Linked DNA regions of Sus scrofa: region 1 is linked to region 2. A link is a contact called in public Hi-C data. All regions are on one chromosome and are shown on one strand. Each heading gives the region's core, a stretch centred on a gene start, on an enhancer-like site or on the middle of the called end of the contact. The rest is flanking DNA. Distances are from core to core; before and after follow the strand shown.

What was found. Hi-C and Micro-C count contacts between places; a contact is called where the count stands out from the background.
Region 1: a contact with region 2 is called in a Hi-C map of liver, with 12 times the contacts expected there. The contact joins the promoter of BAG6 here to the promoter of ATP6V1G2 in region 2. A contact is called at or near these places in 3 of 5 promoter capture datasets (fetal liver, fetal skeletal muscle and liver), 9 of 47 Hi-C or Micro-C datasets (blood, brain, embryonic fibroblasts and 4 more) and 2 of 2 datasets of contacts at active chromatin or transcription factors (alveolar macrophages and skeletal muscle).

The regions. Positions count from the first base shown.
Region 1 is chr7:23,767,007-23,772,874 of Sscrofa11.1, forward strand. It overlaps BAG6 (BCL2 associated athanogene 6), which reads right to left and starts at 1,653. Exons shown (of 26, transcript NM_001145382.1): 1 at 1,392-1,653; 2 at 600-720. The coding sequence starts at 707. APOM (apolipoprotein M) reads left to right here and starts at 3,839. Exons shown (of 6, transcript NM_001040640.1): 1 at 3,839-4,003; 2 at 4,352-4,506; 3 at 5,265-5,338; 4 at 5,432-5,530; 5 at 5,679-5,777. The coding sequence starts at 3,890.
Region 2 is chr7:23,670,845-23,677,102 of Sscrofa11.1, forward strand. It overlaps ATP6V1G2 (ATPase H+ transporting V1 subunit G2), which reads right to left and starts at 2,197. Exons shown (of 3, transcript NM_001145380.1): 1 at 2,116-2,197; 2 at 1,744-1,844; 3 at 1,065-1,238. The coding sequence starts at 2,197. The coding sequence ends at 1,065. NFKBIL1 (NF-kappa-B inhibitor-like protein 1) reads left to right here and starts at 2,158. Exons shown (of 5, transcript XM_021098451.1): 1 at 2,158-2,238; 2 at 2,340-2,487; 3 at 3,693-3,969. The coding sequence starts at 3,705.

The DNA of each region.
Region 1 (5,868 bases), core at 403-2,902, 96 kb after region 2:
GGGAAGTACCAAACTATTTACATACCCAATCACAAAAGCCTATAGAGTTTCCCTAAATACATGTTTTAAAACTATGGGTCAACCCCCTCATGATCTTTTCTACAACTATTAGAGAAGTAATGCCACAGACAGCTGTGTCCATGACATCAAACTCAAAAGATTCAAATTACATCATAAATATCAGTAATTCCACTCAACATTCTATTAGGACTCCACCTGCATTAAAGGACCCCAATTCTATTCTTTAAAAACACAGTACAGGCCTTGCCAATTTTTCTTCTTAAGACACACTTGCATTTTAGGTTCTGTTCAAAGGACAGGAACCATGTCTGTCCCTTTGAGCTGGGGTTCACTCATGATGTTGGCAGAGATTCCTCCTTCCTTCTTTCCTTCTACATTGAGTTTTACTGAGGTAAAAGAAAGCAGAAGAAAATCTGCCTCACACAACAGAAAGCATACACCAAACGTTCTGGCTACAATATTAACAAAAAAAAATCAATGAAAGAAAATCAGAAGACCAGAAGATAAGACTCTTATCTCAGAAAAAGGAACCTACAAAAAGAGTTAATAGGTGTCTTCCAGAAGTACTGGGGTCTCACCTGGGCCCCCACAATAAAGGTCCGGGTCTGAGAGTCCAGGGTCTTCACCAGCACCTCCAGGCTTTCAGGCTCTTCCATAGTGGTACTGGTACTATCATTGGGCTCCATGGCCGACAGCTCTCTAAGGAAGAATGGAGGGAGGGAGGCCCGCTGTCGCCCAGAGCAGATTTTTATATACCCGGAAGCCACCCCGGCCAGAGACTCCGCCCCCACACCTGAAGAGTTTCTCTCACACAAGCACACACTCTCACACCCGCCCCCAGCCCCTTTCTGATTCCGGGGCACAGAGAGAGAAACACAAAGGGCAAGAGATCGACGGCACAGGGAGGTGGAGGACGGGAGGTGGGAGGGGCTCCACGATGCCAATCACAATAAAGGAGGGCCAGTCTGGCTAGGAAACAGGGAAGGAAACACAGGACCAGTGTCATCACCGGTCGCGATAGGATAAGGGCCCGAGAAGTCGTCAAGCCCAGGGACAACGCGAGAGCGAGGGTCGCGCCACTCTGCGGAGAAAGTGGTTTCGCGCACGCGCGCCACGCCACGCCCGTCGAACCCGCTTAAGTCACGACGGACTCGAGATAATGGACACTCACAGGGGGCCAGAACTGCTAGCTGACTGCCCCCCTCTTCTACCTTCCCTCGGTGCTCTAGCAGAGCGGCGCAACCAACACACACACACACACACACACACACACACCCCACACACACACCACACACACCCACTCACACTCCTCCACCCGCGGCTCCGCCCCCGACTTCCCCACGGTACCGTCACTTCCGGTCTCCCCCAACCTGCCACCGACGGTCACTTCCGTTTCCCCGATAGTATTTGGGGATCGCGAGGCGGTACTTCCGGCTCCCCCAGGTCCCCAAGCTTTACTTTTGTAGGGCACGAAGATTAAGTTATCAGCCCCAAACTGAGTTCCTGGGGGCGAGACGGGCCGGGGCCGGCCTAGATGGGAGGGAGCCGAGCACCCCGAAGAGCCGCCGCCGCCACCGTCTCCCGGGGTACCTCACTGCGCCTGCGTGCGTCGCACTACGCATGCGTACACACTTCGGCACCGCCCCACCCCCTCCGGCCCTGTTCATTTCTCCTGTGCGCGCGCGCTTAAGCAGTAGGGGGTTGTGGTGGCCGCTATAAATGCCTGAAGAAAAAAATTACAAAGTGAGACTCTTCGACTGCCTCGAGGGGGGTTTTGAACAGTTGTATGGAGTTTGGAATCTGGAGCCTGAGAGTTGTGCCTCGCTAATTTACGTTAAAGTTTTGGCCTGCAGAGAAGTTGAGGCGGCACTGACCAGGCCACCTAGAATTCTGTCAGCCTCTCACAATCGCTCTCGCTGCGCCGCTCCTTCGGCGCCTCCGGAAGTCACCCTTTCCATAGGCGGTTGGAGGTGGTTCTCGAGCTGACTTTCCTGCGGTGGCGTCGTTGGGCCTGACCTCGGTGGGCCTGACCTCGGTTTTGCCCGTGGGCGTTTTGTGGAGCGTGGGCGCCATGTTCCTTCCCGCGGTGTGCGGCCGCGGGGGGACATTATCATGTTTTGGAAAAGTTGAGGATTTACTACCTTTCAGGACGTTTGTTTATAAAAAAGGACGCCTCCGAGATTGGGAATTGGGAGCAAATGGAGTCAGACTGGACTGAAACGCAAGACTCTAACCTTGGGGAATTGAAAGGGCCGCCTAATGGCTTCTGCAGGCCTGAGGTCTGGGGGGTTACCGTCCCCTCTGCTCTCCCCCCTTCCCCCCGCCCCTTGGGCAAGGGCCTCGTTTCCGCGGTGCTGCCGAGGTCCCTGTCTCCAGTGCCCAACCTTTCTGGGCTTCATATTATACCCATCTCAGTACTGTTTGAGTTAAGAGTTATAAGGAGGACCTGTTTAGTGAGCGCCTAGTCTATGTCAGCCAGTTTGCTGAGGGTTTCACATATTGTCATACGTAAAAGCTTTTCAACATCTGAGCTAGTTATTACACACGTTTTATTGGTGAGTGCTCCTAGGGGAATGTAAGTGGCAGAACCGACCAAATCCAGGCCTACCAGACTCCCAAGCAGTTATACTTTACTCCCCCAATAACTTGTGTCTAATTTTTTATTATAAAAAATGTGAAACATTACCCCAAACAGTGTAATGAACCGTCATATACCCACCCAAATTTTGTTCTTTTAACCAAATCACAAGCCTATAGCAGTCCATGGGTTATAAATAATCTATAAAAGAAGTCTCATTAACTGCTCTCATTGTAATAACTAGCTCAGATGTGGAAAGGCTTTTATATATGACACTTGGCACTACCCAATGACTGCCTCTTGACGATTCTTTCCTTGCCTCTTATTATTTGAGAACTTAATTCCCCCCCAGAGACTATAAAGTGCTTTACAAACATTACTATTAATTATAGCGAATGTTTACTTTGGACTTAGAATGTGCAGGCCTTCGCTAAGGGCTTTATCTGCATTAGCTCTTTTAATCCTATAAGATTAATGATTTGCTCAATTTACAGATAAAAAACAGGCATAAAGATTAACAAAATTGTCGAAGATCTATAAGTAACAGAAATTAGAGTTTGGACCCACTCTGTCTGACACCACTGTCCATTCTTTTTAAGCACTAGATTATGTGGCCTCTTACCTGTAGTAATAAACAGTGAGTGAATGAATTAATGTGTCAGCAAACTTTGGGGAGGGCATAATATTGTTTCCCCAATAATAACTTAAGAGAGAAAGCCTCCCATCCACCATGCTCCAGCACCCAGTTCACACCTGTTCTAAAGCACTTACCAGCTTGTACTGCAATAATTTGTTTAGATATCTAGTTTTCCTTAGACTGACATCTTTAAGGCCAGGGACTGTGTCTTACTCATTTTTATGTTCCCAGGGCTTAGCCAGTTCCTGACAAGCAGATGGAACTCAAAAATAGTTTGCTAAGTGAATGGATGAAAGACTCAAATCCGACTCTTCAATACTGCACAGCCCAGCAAATAGCCAGCTCAGATGTGGGTTGAAACAGCACAAGCTTCTACTGGAGGGCTCAGCTCTCCTTATAACTCCTCAGAGACCCTAGATATGCCACGATGTATTGTGGAGTGGCTGCATTTAGAAGAGGGGGAGGAAAGCCCAAACACTGTTAGTAATCCAGGCTTGGGGTGGAAAACAAGGTTGAAGTTACTCATTAGCAGGTGAAAGGGTCAAGGGTCGAGGCAAGGGGGCTGGAAGCATAGTGGACTGAGCAGCTAGTGGGGGAGAACAGTTAAGGCACCAGCCACTCCACGCGGAGCACCAGTTCCCTCTTGCCTGAAGATGTTCCACCAGATTTGGGCAGCTCTACTCTACCTCTATGGCATTCTCCTTAACTCCATCTACCAGTGCCCTGAGCACAGTCAACTGACAACTGGAGGAGTGGATGGGAAAGAGGTATGAACTAAGAATTTGGGAAGCTTTGCAGGGGGCAGTGGTGGGGTGGCTCCGAGGGAAGAGGGTGAGTGGCTTAGAATGACTAGAAAGGAAGGGAGGAAGAGGGTGTGAGTGTTGTGATGAAAGCAAGAACATTGAAAAAACATTAGTACTGTGGCCATCAATGGGAAGACAAGGTAGAATTGGGGGGTGGGGTTTACTGAGGAGGGACAAAGAGGAAAAGTCACTGAATGGATCTGACCCCCCCCCAAATTGGAAAAAGGCAGCCCTAAGTATTGCCATCCTGACTGATGAAGAGGTTGGATGGATTCTGTAGTGAGACCCACCTTCTGCTCCCCTCATCTCCAGTTCCCAGAGCCCCACCTGGGCCAGTGGTACTTTATCGCAGGGGCAGCTCCAACCAAGGAGGAGTTGGCGACTTTTGACCCTGTGGACAACATTGTCTTCAACATGGCTGCAGGCTCTGTTCCCATGCAGCTCCAGCTTCGAGCTACCATCCGCACGTGAGTGGTGAGGAGGCAGAGGTGCAATCTGCCCAAAGTATGAATGCTCTCCCACAAAGAGCTGGGCTCTTTGGCATATCCATTATTCCTTAGCTCACTGAGTTCAACAGCTTCATTAGCTTCCCTCTGGAGAGAGATGTATCTAACCATACCTTAGCTTGAAACCCAAGGGGACCTGGGCTTCAAGAAGAAATAAGGAGTTCCCATTGTGGCTCAGTGGTTAATGAACCTGACTAGCATCCGTGAGGACATGGGTTCAATCCCTGGCCTTGCTCAGTGGGTTAAGGATCCGGCATTTCTGTGAGCTGTGGTTTAGCTTGCAGATGTGGGTCGGATCCTGCGTTGCTGTGGCTGTGGCGTAGGCTGGCGGCTGTAGCTCAGATTTGACCCTTAGCCGGGGAACCTCCATGTGCCATGGGTGTGGCCCTAAAAAGACAAAAGACCAAAAAAAGAAGATGGAATAGGAGTTCCCGCTGTGGCAGAGTGGGTTAAGAATCTGAGCAGCAGCTTGAGTCACTGCAGGGGCAAAGGTGTGATCCCTGGCTCAGCATAGTAGGGTAAGGATCTGGAGTTGGCACAGCTGTGGCCTAAGTAGCAGCTGTGGCTTGGACTCAGTCCCTAGCCTGGGAACTTCCATATGCTGCAGGTGTGGCCACAAAAAAATAAATAAATAAAAACAATAAGATAAAGGTAGAAGCTGGTACTGAGTGGTTGAGATGTCACTCAGTCTTTCCTCCTTGCCACCACCACCTCTACAGGAAAAATGGGCTCTGTGTGCCCCGGAAATGGATCTACCGCCTGTCTGAGGGAAACACAGATCTCAGAACAGAAGGTTGGTTCTCTCCAGCCCTCATTCTCCCCAAGCCCCGCTGCGCTCACTTGGTTTTGCATCTCTGTTCTCACATTTCCCTCCGCCCACCCACAGGCCGCCCTGACATGAAGACCAAGCTCTTCTCTAGCACATGCCCAGGTGGAATCATGCTGAAAGAGACAGGCCAGGGTTACCAGCGCTTCCTCCTCTACAGTGAGTGGGGGTGCCAAGCAGGGAGGGTTGGGGGGAAACACGGGGCTATGCCCGCAGGAGAGCTCCCTTCCCTGGGCCCTGTAATGTCATCCCAGAAAGGGCTGGGTGCTTCCATGAGATCCCTGGTGAGGGATCGCTGCCCTTCCAGATCGCTCACCACACCCTCCTGAGAAGTGTGTGGAGGAGTTCCAGTCCCTGACCTCCTGCCTGGACTTTAAGGCCTTCTTACTGACTCCCAGGAATCAAGGTGAGGGGGTAAAGTCTCACAGACAACTAGGACTCACCATGTCTTCTGCAAGTGTTGGGTGAAAGGGACTCAAATGATGTCACTAGAGGGC
Region 2 (6,258 bases), core at 947-3,446:
AAAAAAATAACATACCATTTGCTTTTGTTTCTCCAGCAAGCATCAAAAACAGCCCCTTTGGGTGTCTGGGGAATACATAAACCAGGAAAATGAGAAAAAAATGAAGCAAAAGAGGAGGCTGACTTGACCCACCAATTGGTTTGCCCATAATTATTTTATTGACACTTTTTTTCATAGTTACAAAGGGAAAGTAAGGTGTTGAAGATGTAGAAAGGAAGGCCATGCATACAAGGGGACAGAGCATCACTTTAGATCTCAGGTCTTTGGGAAAATAGGAAAATGCGGAAATCCAATAAAAAGAAAGACCAACTTAAGAGAGACAAAAAGGGAGGTTAAGAGATGCAAACAACTTCCTGGCACTTCCGTAGAGAGGCTAAATCAGATCATTATTTCATCTTTTCAAGGATTATAAGGTCTCTGGGAAAAGAGGTGGGAAGAACCAATTCCTCATGGAATCACTAGGGTCACAGAATAAATGAGTAGAATTAGAAAACCACAGACAGAAATGAGGAAACAGCTGTGTTTAGGTTTTGGCAGGTGGGCAGGGGATGGTAATTATATCACAAGGTTGCCAGTCATTGAATCGCAGCTACTACATGCTAGAAACCATGCCAGGTTCTTTACAGAATGGTTCCTAACCATTGCAGCAACCCTGCAAGGTAGGCCTTATTACTGTTATTCCAGTATTGCAAATGACACTGGAGCTGGAGTTTAAGGTGCATGTTCTGGTTGCCCAGCTGGCAGGTGGCAGGGTTGGGAGAGGGATCCAAGCCTACCAGGCTCTGAAGTCAGAGTGGTTTCCACATCCCTACTTCTTCTGTCACAAAGGGGTTGGGTGAGGGTGACTTGGGATTTACAGGTTCCCAGTGAAGGATTAAGAACATGGAGATTCAGGTCTGAGCAGGATATTTATAGATTTCACAGGAGAATTATTGGATTTGCTTCCAGAATTTCTATGGAATGAGAAGGTGAAAAGGATCATGGTGGGAGGTGATTCTTGAGGATTTCTTTGAAGGGGGGAACTGGAAGGAGGAGTCGGGCCCTCCAGGGACCTGGTGTGGGTTCTAGGCAGCAATCCGGTAGTTGGGGTGGACCTGGGGCCTGACGTCGCAGACCATGCCAAGAAGCTGGGCCAGGACACGTTCCCGATTTCTTTGCTGGGAGCTCTGCATGCCCTGTACCTGGCGTCTTGTAGCCTGCTCCACCTCAGCGGACAGGTTCCCCTGGGAGCCCATGGCCTGGGGGAGGTGGGGGAGAGAAAGGAAAAAGCAGAAACAGAGAAAGAAGGCATCCAGGCACATGGAGGGAAGGATCCTGGAGCAAGGCCAGGAAGAAAGGCCCTCTCCAAAACCACTGCCATCCACAGAAATATCCAGACATCAAAGAGAGCCACGTAATGCCCTCTCCTCTAAGACCTGACAGGCAGCATCATCCTACAACAGACCATACAATCCCCACCGCCTCACCACATGCGCCCATAAAACTCTGCCCTCCACCCCAAATGTCATACTCTGCATGGACTGTGACATCCCCCTACCTCCACAAGCTATACAAGTCCTTTAAAGCTCCCAGACTCTCTTACGTATTGCAAAGCTCCATCAGCAATGTGGTCCTCGCCAGAGTCCCCTTCAGCGAGGGGACCCCTCCACCTTTTTTTCTTGTGGAATCACCCTGTATACACCTCACCAGATAGACCTATCAAGTTGCATCCCAGGGTCCCATCCCAGCTCCCCCATGACTTACTGCTTGCTGCTTGCTCTGGAATTCCTGCTCTCTCTCTCTGCGGTATTGCTCCACTTCCATCTGTGCCTCTTCCTTTGCCTGCTTCAGGCGCCGCGCCTTCCCTGGTAACAGAAGAAAGGACAGAAAGTGGAGGTAGACCCTCCCCACCACCACTAAATCTGAGAGTATGGGTCACTCCCTTCGGAAAAGTTATTCTGCCTTCTCTCAGTCAGCTAGATGCTAGATTCTGACACCCATTTCTTCCTTCCTAATAAGCCACCCCAGCTCCTTCCTCCCCACCAGCCTTGGGTTATCCGAAGGACTCAAATGTTTGCTGTATCCCTACCCCCAGTTTTCTCTCTGGACTCCTAAGGGAGAAATGAAGAGACTCACTCTTTCTGGCATCTGCCACCTTCTCAGCGGCCCGCTTCTCAGCTTGCAGGAGCTGCTGGATGCCCTGGGATTGACTGGCCATTTCTGTCGTTTATGACCGATGCTGTTTCGGATGCTATCAAGGTACCAGACGGCTCTCCCCCACACTGCCTACTTCTCCTCCCCCAGCTGTTTGCTGCAGCCTTCCACTACCCCTGGGTCTTAGTGCTCCTCTTTTCTTTCAGCCTTCTGCACCGGGTGTGCCCCCCAAATTGATCCTCCGATTGATGATGACTGCTCCTTTTCGCTCACCTCTTCCTCTGGCAGTACCCAAAATTACCGCCTGGGGGCAGCAGAGACCAGGCCCAAAGCTCCCCACAACCGTCGTCGCAGGTGCAGGGTTTTCCCACTTGGAAGGGCTAGGAATGCGGGCAGGGGTCAGGAGGAGAGAAATATCTGGGAGAGAAGGAGACATAGAAGGATTGAGAATGGGGTGAGGAGGTAAATCAATCATCCTGGGTGGTGTGTTGGGCATAGAGTATGCTGGGCTTCTCTAAATTCCAACTTGTCTTCCCCTTTTTTTCTCCCTCTCATTTCTATCTCCTTTTTCTACTTTCTCAATTCCAGATATCTCCATTCATCTCACTTGCTTTATTTTCTTGTGTCTTTTCCTGTGTTTTTCTCCTTTATGACCTGTCCCTTTCTCGGCCTTGCTGTGGTTTTGGTTTTGCATTTTCACCGTGATTTTTATCCTGTCTCCCCTGTTTTCTCTCCTCATCTTTTCGTCTATTACTGAATCATCTCTCTCCTTCCAGTTGGGGGAGGCGGGGTTCAACCTCCAGCTAGCCCTTGCCTCTGCTGCTTTTTCTGGCGTATCGTAGTCTTCCGGTTTCAGACGGACCCTTTATCTTAAGTTCCCTAGGTTCCCCCCCGGAGGCTAGAGCAAGGAAACACCTCCCGCCCCCCTCGGGGAGGAACGACATCCGGTAACGCGCTTCAGTTCATTTCCGCCCTTTACCGGCGTGTCCGCTTGCGCCATTTCCGTCAGCCTAGAGTGTCTCCGCCCTTCCCGCCTCCCTTCCTCGCAGCGTCTTAAACATAGGCCTCGGGCCTACTGCTCCGGGGGTACTTAGGGGGGCGGGGGGCAGGTCTGATGAGTAACCCCTCCCCCCAAGTCCCAGAGGGAGAAGCCTCTACATCTGTCTGCCGGGTACATTATATTCAATTTCTAGATCATTATTTGAAATTGTGACTTTTTAAAATTCAAATTTCTGTTGATAAAAATTTCCCTCATCAGTCTTTTATTATATAACAAAATCCTTTATTAAAAATTTATGTGGGCCAATGAGCCGCAAAGTAATCATTTATCCTTTTCTCATTAAAAAAATTAAATGTGACCCCAGCTCCCTCCTCAAAATTTTTCTTCAAACTTATCTGGTAAAGAGATGAGGATTAGGACTGGCCCTCATCTTTTGCTGAAGATACGAGGAGAAATGGGGAACGGAAGGGAGGAACAGAGAGAATGTCAAAGATGGAAGAGGGAGGGACCATCCAAGGCTGAGGTCCTGACTGCTGCCTTTTTTTTCCTTCTTTCTCAGCCCAAGAGTTCCATGGCCTCCACCTCCCGTCGCCAACGCCGAGAGCGTCGCTTCCGTCGTTATTTGTCTGCAGGACGGCTGGTCCGGGCCCAAGCCCTCCTCCAGCGACACCCGGGCCTTGATGTAGATGCTGGGCAGCCCCCACCACTGCACCGGGCCTGTGCCCGCCACGATGCCCCTGCCCTCTGCCTGCTTCTTCGGCTTGGGGCTGACCCTGCCCACCAGGACCGCCATGGGGACACGGCGCTACATGCTGCTGCCCGCCAGGGCCCTGATGGTGAGTCTGCCCTGGGAGGGAACAAGGTCTGGAGGACCTGGTGGGGTGTGAGATGAAGGCCAGTGGTTGAAAAATAAGCTGGTTATTTGCTCCCGAGACTTAGGGAAGAGTTGGCTTTGCTTATCATTTGTGCCTTTACATGACTGAGCTCCCTTTGTCTGAAGAGCCCTACATTCCCCAAAACAGCAAGTAGTAGTCAGAAATCATGTTTTTCTAGATTAGTGGCTATCTAGTCTCTTGACTAGTTTTTGCTTGTATTGCAAAAAGTACGACAGAGGATACTCTTTGCAGTTACATTGTCTGGGTTCAAAGTCCAGCTCCATGATTAATAGCTGTGTATTCTTGGCAAGTTTCTAAACTTTCCTGATGCTTAATTTGCCCTTGTGCAGATTTTTTTTTTTTTTTTTAATGGCTTAAATGCAAGTTCCCAGACCAGGGATTGAATCCGAGCCACAGCTGTGACCTGCACCACAGCTGCAGCAACACTGGGTCCTTTAACCTACTGCATTGGGCCAGGGATCAAACCTGTGCCTCTACAGCCACCTGAGCCACTGAAGTTGGATTCTTAACCTACTGCACCACAGCGGGAACTCCCCCATGTGCAAAATTAGATAATGACCCTTGCTGTGTGCCAGGCACTTCTCACAAAGCAGCTCATTTAATCCTCACAACTACCTTATGAAGGTACAAGTACTAACATTAACCCCCATTTCTCAGATGAAGAAAAGCACAGAGAAGTTCAATAATTTGCCATAGTTGGAGTTCCCATCGTGGCTCAGCAGCTAACAAATCTGACTAGCATCCATGAGGACGCAGGTTCAATCCCTGACCTCACTCAGTGGGTTAAGGATCCAGCGTTGCCATGAGCTGTGGTGTAGGTCACAGATGTGGCTCAGATCCTGCGTTGCTGTAGCTGTGGTGTAGGCCGGCAGCTGCAGCTCTAATTCAACCCCTAGCCAGGGAACCTCCATATGCTGCAGGTGTGGCCCTAAAATGCAAAAAAAATAAAATTAAAGAATAGTTTGCCAAAGTCACACAGCTGTTAAGTGGTAGAGCAAGAAAGCCTAACTAGACTGTCCATGCTCTTAATAGCTGCTTTATCCTGTGTGATAACTTTATAGAATTACACAGTGATAATGCCCACGTTCAAAGCACCCATGCTGTGACGTGTGTTTTAAGAATCAACTGAGGAATTTCCCTGGTGGCATAGTGGGTTTAGTATTCGGCACAGGCTGCAGCTGTGGTGCAGGTTCAGTTTCTGTCCCAGGAGCTTCCACATGCTGCAGGTGCAGCCAGTCAGTTGACATAAAGAATACATGAGTAGAGCCCCTGGCAACGTGATAAGCACTCTAGATGGTGGCTTATCACAGGTCTGTACTCTTTCACCCACTGTTCCGAAACTCAAAAATACTCTGAAAACCAAACATTTTTCATCCATCTGCCACCAAACTCATTTGGTGACAAAACCTAACCTAAAGCAAGGCTATCCACGCTATGTTTTTACCCTACTGATGTCAAATTTCATACATTTCAGTGCAGAAACATTCATGCGTTCAGTTACTAGGGCTGCCCAGGCTCTCAGGAGCGGCCTCGTATACAGTGTACCGCTGTCCCTTGGTATCCGAGAGGGATGTTCCAGGACCTCCCTCCCAGGATACCAGCATCCGCAGATGCTCAAGGTCCTTGTATAGAATGATGTATTTGAAGTTCCCTTGTGGCTCAGCGAGTTAAGGGTCTGGCATCATCACTATTGTGGCTCAGGTCACTACTATGATGCAGGTTCTATCCCTAGCCCAGAAATGTCCACATGCCCTGGGCACAGCCAGTAAAAATGACAATGATGTAGTATTTGCGTGCAGTCTACACACCATCTTCCTGAACATGGTAAATCATCTCTGGATTACTTATAATACCTAATACAATGTAAATGCCACATAAATAGTTACAGGCAGGCAGTAAGTTCAAGGTTTTTTTTTTTTTTTTTTGGTCTTTTGTCCTTTTTTAGGGCTGCACCCAAAGCATATGGAGGTTCCCAGGCTAGGGGTCTAATCGGAGCCGTAGCCGTAGGCCTACACCAGAGCCACAGCAACGCCAGATCCAAGCTGCGTCTGCGACCCACACCACAGGTCACGGCAACACCGGATCCTTAACCCACTGAACAAGGCCAAGGATCGAACCCGCAACCTCATGGTTCCTAGTCGGATTCGTTTCTGCTGCGCCACGATGGGAACTCCCAAATTCAAGTTTTGCTTTTTGGAACGTTCCAGAATTTTTTTCCTGGATATTTTA